Linked DNA regions of Sus scrofa: region 1 is linked to region 2. A link is a contact called in public HiChIP or PLAC-seq data. All regions are on one chromosome and are shown on one strand. Each heading gives the region's core, a stretch centred on a gene start, on an enhancer-like site or on the middle of the called end of the contact. The rest is flanking DNA. Distances are from core to core; before and after follow the strand shown.

Region 1 (4,648 bases), core at 1,597-4,096, 200 kb after region 2:
AACTGTGGCACAGGTTTGATCCTGGCCTGGGAACCTCCTCATGCTGTGGGCACAACCAAAAAACAAAAACGAAAAAACAAACCTATTATCCTGTGCCAGTACCCTGCTAGGTACTTTTAGTTCATGCACTTAATTAATACTCATGACCCCAGGAAACAAGAATTCTTTTTCTTTTTCTTTTTTTGCTTTTGCTTTTTAGGGCCATACTCACGGGACATGGTTACCAGGTTGGGGTTCGAATTGGAGCTATATCTGCAGGCCTATGCACAGCTACAGCAACGTGGGATCCAAGCTATGTCTGCGACCTACACCACAACTCATGGCAGCGCCAGATCCTTAACCCACTGAGTGAGGCCAGGCATCGAACCTGCATCCTCATGGATCCTAGTTGGGTTTGTTAACTGTTGAGCCATGAAGGGAACTCCTGGAAACAAGGATTCTTTTTTTCTTTTTTCTTTTTGAGGGCCGCTCTTGCAGCATATGGAGGTTCCCGGGCTAGGGGTCTAATCGGAGTTTCCACTGTGCCAGAACGGGAACCCCAAACAAGGATTCTTTTAATGTTCATTTTATAGATGAAGAATATGAGGCACAGAGAGGTTTATTAACTTGCCCAAGGTCATGCAGCTTGCAAGCAGCATAGTTAGGATCTAAACCTAGGTTAATCTAATTTTAAAAAAACTGAGCTATAACTCACATCCTTTTAAAGTACAGAATTAACTGTTTTAGTGTATTCACAAAGTTGTGTAATTATCACCACGATTTAAATTCCAGAAAAATTTGGAATTCTCCTTGTGGCGCAGCTGAAACGAATCCGACTAGGAACCATGAGGTTGCAGGTTCGATCCCTGGCCTCGCTCAGTGGGTTAAGGATCCGGTGTTGCCGTGAGCTGTGGTGTAGGTTGAAGACTGGCTCGGATCTCGCATTGCTGTGGCTCTGGTGTAGGCTGGCAGCTATAGCTCTGACTGGACCCCTAGCCTGGGAACCTCTATATGCTGCAGGTGTGGCCCTAAAAAAAAAAAAAAAAAATTCATTACTCCAAAAAGAAACCCTGTACCCATTAGCAGTTACTTTCCATGTCCATGCCTCCTGCCCCTTGACAACTAGAAATATGCTTGCTATCTCTCTTAAATCTATTTTGGACATCTACTATGAATAGAATCATACAATAGGTGGCTTCTTGTGACTGGTTTCTTTCATGGAGCATAATAGTTTTAAGGGTCATCCCCGTTGTAGCGCGCGTCAGCGTCTCATTGCATTTTGTGGCTGAATACTATCCCACTGTGTGGATAAACCACTATCTCTTCACCAGCCGATGGGCGTTTGGGTTTTTCTACTTTCTGCCTATTACAGGTAATGCTTTTATGCATTTTGTGCACGAGTGTTTGTGTGGACATTTATTTTTATTTCCATTATAGGAATGGAATCGCTAGGTAACACAGTAACTTTATACGGAACTTCCGAGGCATTGCCAGGCTGTCTGCCCCAGCAGCTACACCACTGCACGTCCCACCAGCAACGTCGGGAGGTTCCAACTTCTCCACATTCTCAGGCACACTTGCTGCTATCCGTCTTCTCGTCTTTTCCATTCTAGCCACGCTAGTGTGTGAAGTGGTACCTCCCTCTGCTTGGGACTCGCATTTCCTGACGGCTAAGGATGCCAAGAATCTTTCTGTGCACTGATTGGGCATTTGCGCATCTTCTCTGGAGAAACGTCTATTTCATATCTAATTTGAAAGTCTGGGTTTTTAACCACCAGGTAATACTGCTTTTGGTGTCATCGCGAGGTTGGGGAGGGGCTCAGCTAAGCCCTGGCCCAGGGCTGGACCTGGCTGGTCAGCAGTGATGTCCTCCAGGCAGGCATTACCCAGTGAGGCGCCGTGTCACTGCCCCTGCTCAGGAGAAGGCCAGGGTGACCGTGGAAATCCTTGCTCACATTTCCTGGCATTCACCGTGGACAGTGGTCCTGGTCAGAGGGCTGTACCTGGACTGACCCACTGAATCCTCAGGACAACCTTTGAGGGTCACTCTCTTTTGCAGATGGAGACACTGAGGCTCAGAGAGAGCAGGCACCTCTCCCACAACTGGGACCCAGGAAGCCGAGCTGGAGGCCGCTCTCCTGACCCACCTGGACGGTCCTCCCAGCTCCGAGACATACCAGCAACGATCTCTTAAGTCTGCTTCCGTGTAAAGGGCTCTCTCCTCCTGCCACCACCCAGGTCTGTGACCTGAGCCATGGTCGGGGACACCTGAAATCTTGGCTCCTTCACTGCCATGTATCCTCACTAGTTGCCTCACTGTCCCGGCCGAAGGGTGGGGGGGGGCAGTGAGGGGCAGCGGTGGTGGTGGGTGGGCTCTTGGGTTCAAGCTGCAGCTTGTGTGGGCTCAAGCAGGCACATTATTTTCTCTCTGTGACATGCTCAGGGTAGTCCCAAGTTTTCCCAGGCATGGCAGCAGAAAGCTTCCTCTAAGAGCACCATCTGGAAGCCATCCTTTCTTTCCCTAGAAACTTCTGGGCAAGACTCCCAATTTCCATCTCAATCCCTAACTCATTACCCACTAAACAACAACCAAGGGCCAACTGAGATTGCCTGCGGGGGCCCCAGAGCCACCCCGGGGCCCTCAGCAACCTGCCCCCTTCCTCCCTTCCTCCCTTCCTTCCTTCCTTCCTCCCTCCCTCCTTCCCTCCCTCTCTCCCTCCCTCCCTTCCTTCCTTCCTTTCTTCCTTCCTTTCCCTTCAAAGCCTGGCTTAGGGACAGCAAAGCATCCTGCCATGTGCCTGACACTATCACTGCCCTTTAGGAGCAGGATGTTGCTTAACTAAGATGTGAGCAAGCTTAGCCACGCCCACTTTACTGATGCGGAAACAGAGACGTCAAGTCACTTGTCTAAGGTCACACAGCGGGGAATGGACAAAGAGACTGGAAACTTCCCTTTCTAGGAAGACTCTTGGAACCATATGCAGATACTCCAGCAGGATGCTGGTAAGCTTAGCTCAGTTACTTTGTGCTTTTCTGGGTACAGTCTAGGCCGTAGTTTGTATTTTTAGTAGATGTTCTGTGTGTGTGTGTGTATGTGCGTGCATGTGTGCACGCATGCATATATGAACTTTCCCACCAGTACAGAAGCCTCCTGAGGGCAGGTGCTATTTTTCTCTTCCATTACTCCCAAAAATAGAAAGGCGGTGATCATTAAACACTATAGGTTGTGGGCTTTTGTTTTTGTTTTTTGGGCTTTTTGGCTGCACCTGCGGCATGCGGAAATTCCTGAGCCAGGGAACCATAGCAGTGACAATGCCAGATCCTTAACCCACTAGGCCACTGGGGAACTTCTTATTTTTGTTTTTTAAATAAATGGAGCCATAAGATTTCTTCTAGCTGGTCAAAAGGTTCTAAATGTAGGAAAAAAACCTTAAGATTCTCACCACATGCCATATATTGAAATGAAGTCCAATTGATTTAATCTTTTTTTTTTTTTTTTAGGATGGCACCCGTGGCATATGGAGGTTCCCAGGCTAGGGGTTGAATTGGAGCTGCAGCTGCCGACCTATACCACAGCCACAGCAACGTGGGATCCAAGCTGTGTCTTTGACCTACACCACAGCTCACGGCAATGCTGGATCCTTAATCCACTGAACGAGGCCAGGGATTGAACCCATGTCCTCATGGATGCTAGTGAAGCTCATTACTGCTGAGCCATGATGGGAACTCTGAGTAAATCTTCAAAGAAAGTCCAAACCATAAATCAAACATTTAAAAAACCCTAAGGGAACTATCTTGTGTCGGAACGAGGACTGCCTTTCTAGCCTGAAAGCGAATCAAAGAAGTCAGTTGAAAAATGGTCACCAGATTTGACTTCCCCCAAATACAAAACTTATGTACCTCATAAAATCCAGAAATGAAATATAAACGCACCATAAAAGGGACAAATATTTACCACAAATATGGCAAAAGCGAATTCCTTACTATTTAAATAGCCTATACAAATCCATAGTAAAACCAGTAAAACCAACAGCAAAAACAAGCAAAGAGATTTTCCCCTTCCAACTCTTGAGTCAAGAGCTGGAGGCAACGGCTTCCACTTGACTCTTTTCTAGCTCAAGAAATGCCCACCAGCCCTCAAAGCCCCTGAAGGCAGGAACTGGGCTGGTTTTTCTGGGCTTTCTGTGTGGGTGGCAGTTGCAGGAAATGGCTGGGAATGAATGTGTTTGAGTGAGTTGACCCTGTGTGTGCTGACTTTTGCCCAGAGACGTGGGGAAAGGGAGAGCCATCTAGAAAGCCTGCAAGGAAAGCCTCTGGTCTTCCTGTGTCAGAAGGAGCATCTCCACATGGTACCCAGTGACCCATGACAATCAAACAGACCAACGAGCTTCTCTCTTACGGCCTCATAAAAGATTGTAGAACCCAAGCACCTTGGCCTGGTAGCTGAGGAGGTATGAAAACGGTGTGCCTACGATGGCTAAGCACTTCACACACGTCATAGATCCAAGCCTCGCCACGACTGTGGGTCCTTTATCCACGAATTCCACCAACCTCGGACTGAAGATGCTTCAAAAAAAAAAATTCCACAAAATTCCAAAAAGCAAAACTTAAATTTGCTGTGTCCCTGGCAACTATTTGCAGAGCATGTATATTGCACTAAGTATTACAA
Region 2 (4,947 bases), core at 22-2,521:
AGTCCTGGTCTCGGCCCCACCAGACACATGGGGAAACTGAGGCTGAGACAAGCCATTCGCCTGACTTCACAGAGCAGCAAAGTAGGGCATCCAAGATTCAAACTGGTCTGCCTGGCTGCGAGGCCCGCATCATTCATCACGCACCCGGGGACGTGACACACACAGGTGAAGAGACCTGTTTGCTGAACTGAATGGAGGCACGTTTGTGTGTAAGAGGCAGCAGTGCTCCATGGGAGCAATTCTGGCCCCCACGGGACATACGGCCTTGTCAGAAGACATTTTTGGCTGTCCCAACTAGGGGCTGAAGGGGGAGGGGCTGGCAGTGGTGGTACCTCTGTGGGTAGAGGCCAAAGATGCTGCTAACATCCTGTAATACATAGGGCAGCCCCCACAGTAAAGAATGAATGGCCCCGGGCGGAGTTCCCGTCATAGCACAGCGGAAACAAATCCGACTAGGAACCCTGAGGTTGTGAGTTCAATCCCTGGCCTTGCTCAGTGGCTTAAGGATCTGGCATTGCCATGAGCTGTGGTGTAGGTCGCAGATACAGCTTGGATCCCGTGTTGCTGTGGCTCTGGTGTAGGCTGGCAGCTGTAGGTCCGATTAGATCCCTAGCCTGAAAACCTCTATATGTCATGGGTGTGGCCCTAAAAAGACAAAAAGATTAAAAAAAAAAAAGAATGAACGGCCCCAAAGGTCAACAGTGGAGAGCCTGGCATGACACTGACGTTTTCCTGCTCGTCCCCAGGTCAGCTGCAGTAACCAGCCGGGACCTTCTCCGTTTGGTACCAAGAGCATCAACAATAATGACCTCTCTTCCCTCCTGCCCACTTCCTGTTTGGAGAAGGTCCGATACACAGTCACCTCCCTAGCCCAGCTCCACCCTGCACCGTCCTCCAAACCATCACCTCCATTTCACAGACAAGAGCCTGAGGCTCAGAAGTGGGGGGCCACTTTGGGGCTGCAAGCCAGATCCCGCTGAGCCCCGAATGCTTCCTTTACCACCTTGCTCCACTGCCCTCAGCAGCCCGTGGGCCTGGGAGTGAGCATCCGGGGCCGTTTTCAGGGGGCTGCAGGGTGACAGCCCCTGGCAACTTCCCCCAGTCCGGGTAACTCAGGAGGTCAGGGGACCACGGGGAGAGGGGAGGCCTGGGGGTGCTATTAGCTCCCTTCACCCCAGCCTGCTCCGGAGCCAGCGAGAACATGTCTCAGGGCAGCCAGGGCTAAATCAGCTGCTCCAGCCCCCAGCGGAGCCCCCTGGGCAGGCGACATCCCCAGGAAGCTCGGGCCACATAGGACCGGAGCCAGGACCTTCTCACAATAGCATGGACTTAAGTTGAAAAACACTAGGCTGAGCGGAAATAAGGTTGCTGCCTGGGGGCAGAGCTCTTTCCGGAGGGGGGTGGGGAGGCGCACGGGACGGGGACGGGGGACGCGGGAGACCTTGGCAGCGGCGGCCCCCAGAGGAAGCGGAAACCGGCTTTAAAACTCTGGGGCAGAGACGAGGTGGAAGGAGTTGTTGGCCTGGCCGGGGAGGGCAGGAGGCTGACAGCTGGCTCCCCCCTCGCAGAACCCCTGCTGTGTCTGAACCGGGCAGCAGGGCAGGATGTGGCACTTCAAGGATGTGGGTTAACAATGGCTCTCTGAGCTGGAGGGCACCTGAGGTCCCCACCCGACAGCAGCTGCTGCCAAGACCCTGGGCTCTGGCTGGATCCCAGAGGATCGGCCTTTCTCCCATTTTCTTTAAAAATCACCCTCCAAGAGGCATCGCTCCTTCAATCCCTCTGGAAGTCTAGCCTGAAATATGATTTAAGGAGTTCCCTCCTACTGGAACACAACAGGATCTGCGTGTCTAGACGCACCAGGATGTAGGTTCGATCCCTGCCCCGCACAGTGGGTTAAAGGATCTGGCATTGCTGTCACAACTGAGGCTCAGGTCTAATCCCTGGCTCCTCTGGCCCTGTGAACCCCCTAGCCCGGGAACTCCACATGCCCCGAGGCAGTCAAAAAAAAAAAAAAAAAAAGACAGAGATTTAAACGTAAAAAGAACTTTATAAGTAAAGCTGTTCATCAATACCCAGCTTTGCGATAAGGCTTTTACTTTGGGCGGGGGTGGGGGGGCAGGGGGGGAGCTTGACCCATGGCACACGGAGGTTCCCAGGCTAGCGGTTGAATCAGAGCTGCAGCTGCCGGCCTACACCACAGCCACAGCAACACAGGATCCGAGTCATGTCTGCGACCTACACCACAGCTCACGGCAATGCCGGATCCTTAACCCACAGAGCAAGGCCAGGGATCGAACCCGCAACCTCATGGATACTAGTCAGGTTTGTAATGCTGAGCCACAACAGGCCTACTTTTTAAATGCTAACTTTGTGCCAATACCATTGATGAACAATTTTATCAAAACGCTAAACTCACATTTGCTCATGTGCTGTTTTGTCTGCCTGAAACACTAGGTGAACGCAGAAAACCGTACCTAGATGAGCAAGCAGCAAAGGAACACACAGGGCTCAGACGCACACCTCAAACTGCGTCAGCAATCTCCGAGCCACACCCAGCCCGTGGCGGGGGAGGTCCAACTGGCCAACTGATTTCAGATAACCCTCCTTCCACCCCCTCACGAGCTGCATGCAACCCTTCCCACCCACAGCCACAAGCATCCTGCAGGCTTCTTGCCTGGTAGAGTGCCATATTTATTTGCAATAATTTTGTACTTCTTATCCGCAAAACTTGTGTAAAAATGTGCTAGTTGTTTTTTAGTTTCCTTTTTTTTTTTCTCCTAAAGTGCTCCTAAAGAGGTTTTTGAGTGTTGCGCCACGTAGCCCCATTTTTCTCATAAGGTCACTGGTTTTTATTGCCTGATTTTAACCAGTTCAGGGATACTGAGGAAGGCATATTTGCGTTATAGCAGAACTGACTATATTACGTAAAGGGCCCTGCACAGTGTTTGGCACATGATAAGCATTTAATCAATTTTAACTTGTTAACAGTAAAAAAAAAAAAAAAAAAAAAAAAGTGCGGGGGGGGGGGGGAATTACTTAAATAAGATTAAGATCATGGGAGCACTGAGCCATCCCAGAAGGTAAGTGTCAAGCATCTAGAATAACACAGGAAGATGCTTTAGGAATGACAGAAGGCATAAGACACTATAGGTGTGTATGATTATAACCCTGCATTAAAAAAAATTTTCTTCTCCACAAAAATCAATAAAGTCCAGGAGTTCCCCAGTGGATCAGCAGGTTAAGGATCCGGCACTCTCACTGCTGTGGCTCAGGTTACTGCTGTAGCATGGGTTCCATCCTTGGCCTGGGAGCTTCCAAGCCCACTCCCATCCCCAAATCAATAAAGCCTAGAAGGAAATACATCAAAATGTCAACAGCAATTGATGAGACTTAAGAGTGAGATTTTTCTTTTTGCTTTTTTTTTTTCTTTTTTGGCTGCCTCGCAGCATATGGAATTCCCACACCAGGGATCAAATCCGAGCCTACGCCACAGCTAGGGCAACGCCGGATCCTTAACCCACTGAGACGGGCCGGGAGATTTAATCCAGAGTTCCTACTACTACAGAGATATCGTGATCCCTTTGCACCACAGCAGGAACTCTGCTACTTTTCTTTTTAATTAACAAAAATGTTGTACTCTATTCCTAGTTTCCCCAAATCAGAAACCTTTTAAAAGCTTAGACAACATAAGATCAAAACTAAAGCGATTTTTAAGAAGCAGGAAAATCATCTCAGCCTGTTAACCCAACTCTTTTTTTTTTTTTTTTTTTTTTTTGGCTTTTGTCCTTTTAAGGCCACACTCGCAGCATATGGAGGTTCCCAGGCTAGGGGTCTAATGGGAGCTGTGGCTGCCGGCCTTCGCCACAGCCACGCCAGATTCGAGCCACATCTGCGAACTACACCACAGCTCACATCAACACCGAATCCTTAACCCACTGAGCGAGGCCAGGGATCGAACCCACGACCTCAGGGTTCCTAGTCGGATTCATTTCCGTTGCACCACGATGGGAACTCCCTTAACCCAACTCTCCTTAACCACACACTCCCTGTGTTCAGCGCCCAAGCACCTGGTTTCACCCACAGCTAAAGGCGGTTTTTTTTCCATGCCACATGACAGCAAACACTCCCCCTTCTGCCTTGTCTTCTGAATAAAGATTATTTTTAAGGACAAGAATTTTGAAACTACATAGCTCGTGACTTTGACTTCAGATCTAGTAATGAAACAATTTTTCTTTTGAAGTCATCTGAAATCGCTTAGGGAGGAGGTGAAAATGAACTTGACTTTGCACAAAATCAATCCCACGCTCTTCTTTTTCTCCTGAGATGAACGGGTGGCTTACCAGGAAGAACAGGGGGAAAGAGACACTAATGCTCAGACTTTGAGCCTCTGCAAGATACTCATCAGGAAATGCTAACTGGAGTCCTCACCGGACAAGCCTCTGATAAATTTCGATTCTATGGCTTCGTACACCAGGAAAATTCTCAGGAAGGCCTTCGCCACCTAGGCTGCCAGGAGAAACACCTGCTCGTTCGAGCATAGGGAGAGGAGATCGTCCTGGCATCCCTTCCCCAGCTCACAGCCAACTGGTTACCAAGGTGCCATGTCAAAATGGACGTTCTGGGAGTTCCCATTGCAGTGCAACGGAATCAGGGGCATCTCTGCAGCACCAGGAGGAAGGTTCGATCCCTGGCCCAGCACAGTGCTAAAGGATCTGGTGGTGTCGCAGCTGCAATACAGGTGGGTAGCAATTGTGGCTCGGGTCTGATCCCTGGCCTGGGAACTCCATATGTCCCAGGGCAGCCAGAAAAAAAAGGGGGGGAGGGGGACATTCTGGTCCCAGACATAAAACCTAGAAGGAACCCCTGGCTTGCGCTTCCAAGACGGCCATGCCAGGGAACAAGGACGTGGGAGGGAGTTACGGTCCCGGACTAGAGTCTTTAGTA

The links. HiChIP or PLAC-seq counts read pairs in DNA pulled down with a chosen protein or histone mark.
Region 1: an H3K27ac HiChIP or PLAC-seq map of alveolar macrophages shows a contact between it and region 2. The contact joins two enhancer-like sites. A contact is called at or near these places in 1 of 5 promoter capture datasets (fetal liver), 2 of 47 Hi-C or Micro-C datasets (embryonic fibroblasts and fetal heart ventricle) and 1 of 2 datasets of contacts at active chromatin or transcription factors (alveolar macrophages).

The regions. Positions count from the first base shown.
Region 1 is chr16:51,808,934-51,813,581 of Sscrofa11.1, reverse strand. All of the region lies in intron 5 of SH3PXD2B (SH3 and PX domain-containing protein 2B), which reads right to left. Among named protein-coding and RNA genes, the nearest start is that of SH3PXD2B, 78 kb to the right of the region's middle. Within about 2 kb of position 2,846, at least 3 of the 83 cell types and tissues checked have an H3K27ac peak or open chromatin away from gene starts, as enhancers often do. A contact at or near this core is called in alveolar macrophages, where this site is marked.
Region 2 is chr16:52,007,030-52,011,976 of Sscrofa11.1, reverse strand. The region is part of intron 1 of STK10 (serine/threonine-protein kinase 10); the gene reads right to left. Among named protein-coding and RNA genes, the nearest start is that of STK10, 5.7 kb to the right of the region's middle. Within about 2 kb of position 1,271, at least 35 of the 83 cell types and tissues checked have an H3K27ac peak or open chromatin away from gene starts, as enhancers often do. A contact at or near this core is called in alveolar macrophages, where this site is marked.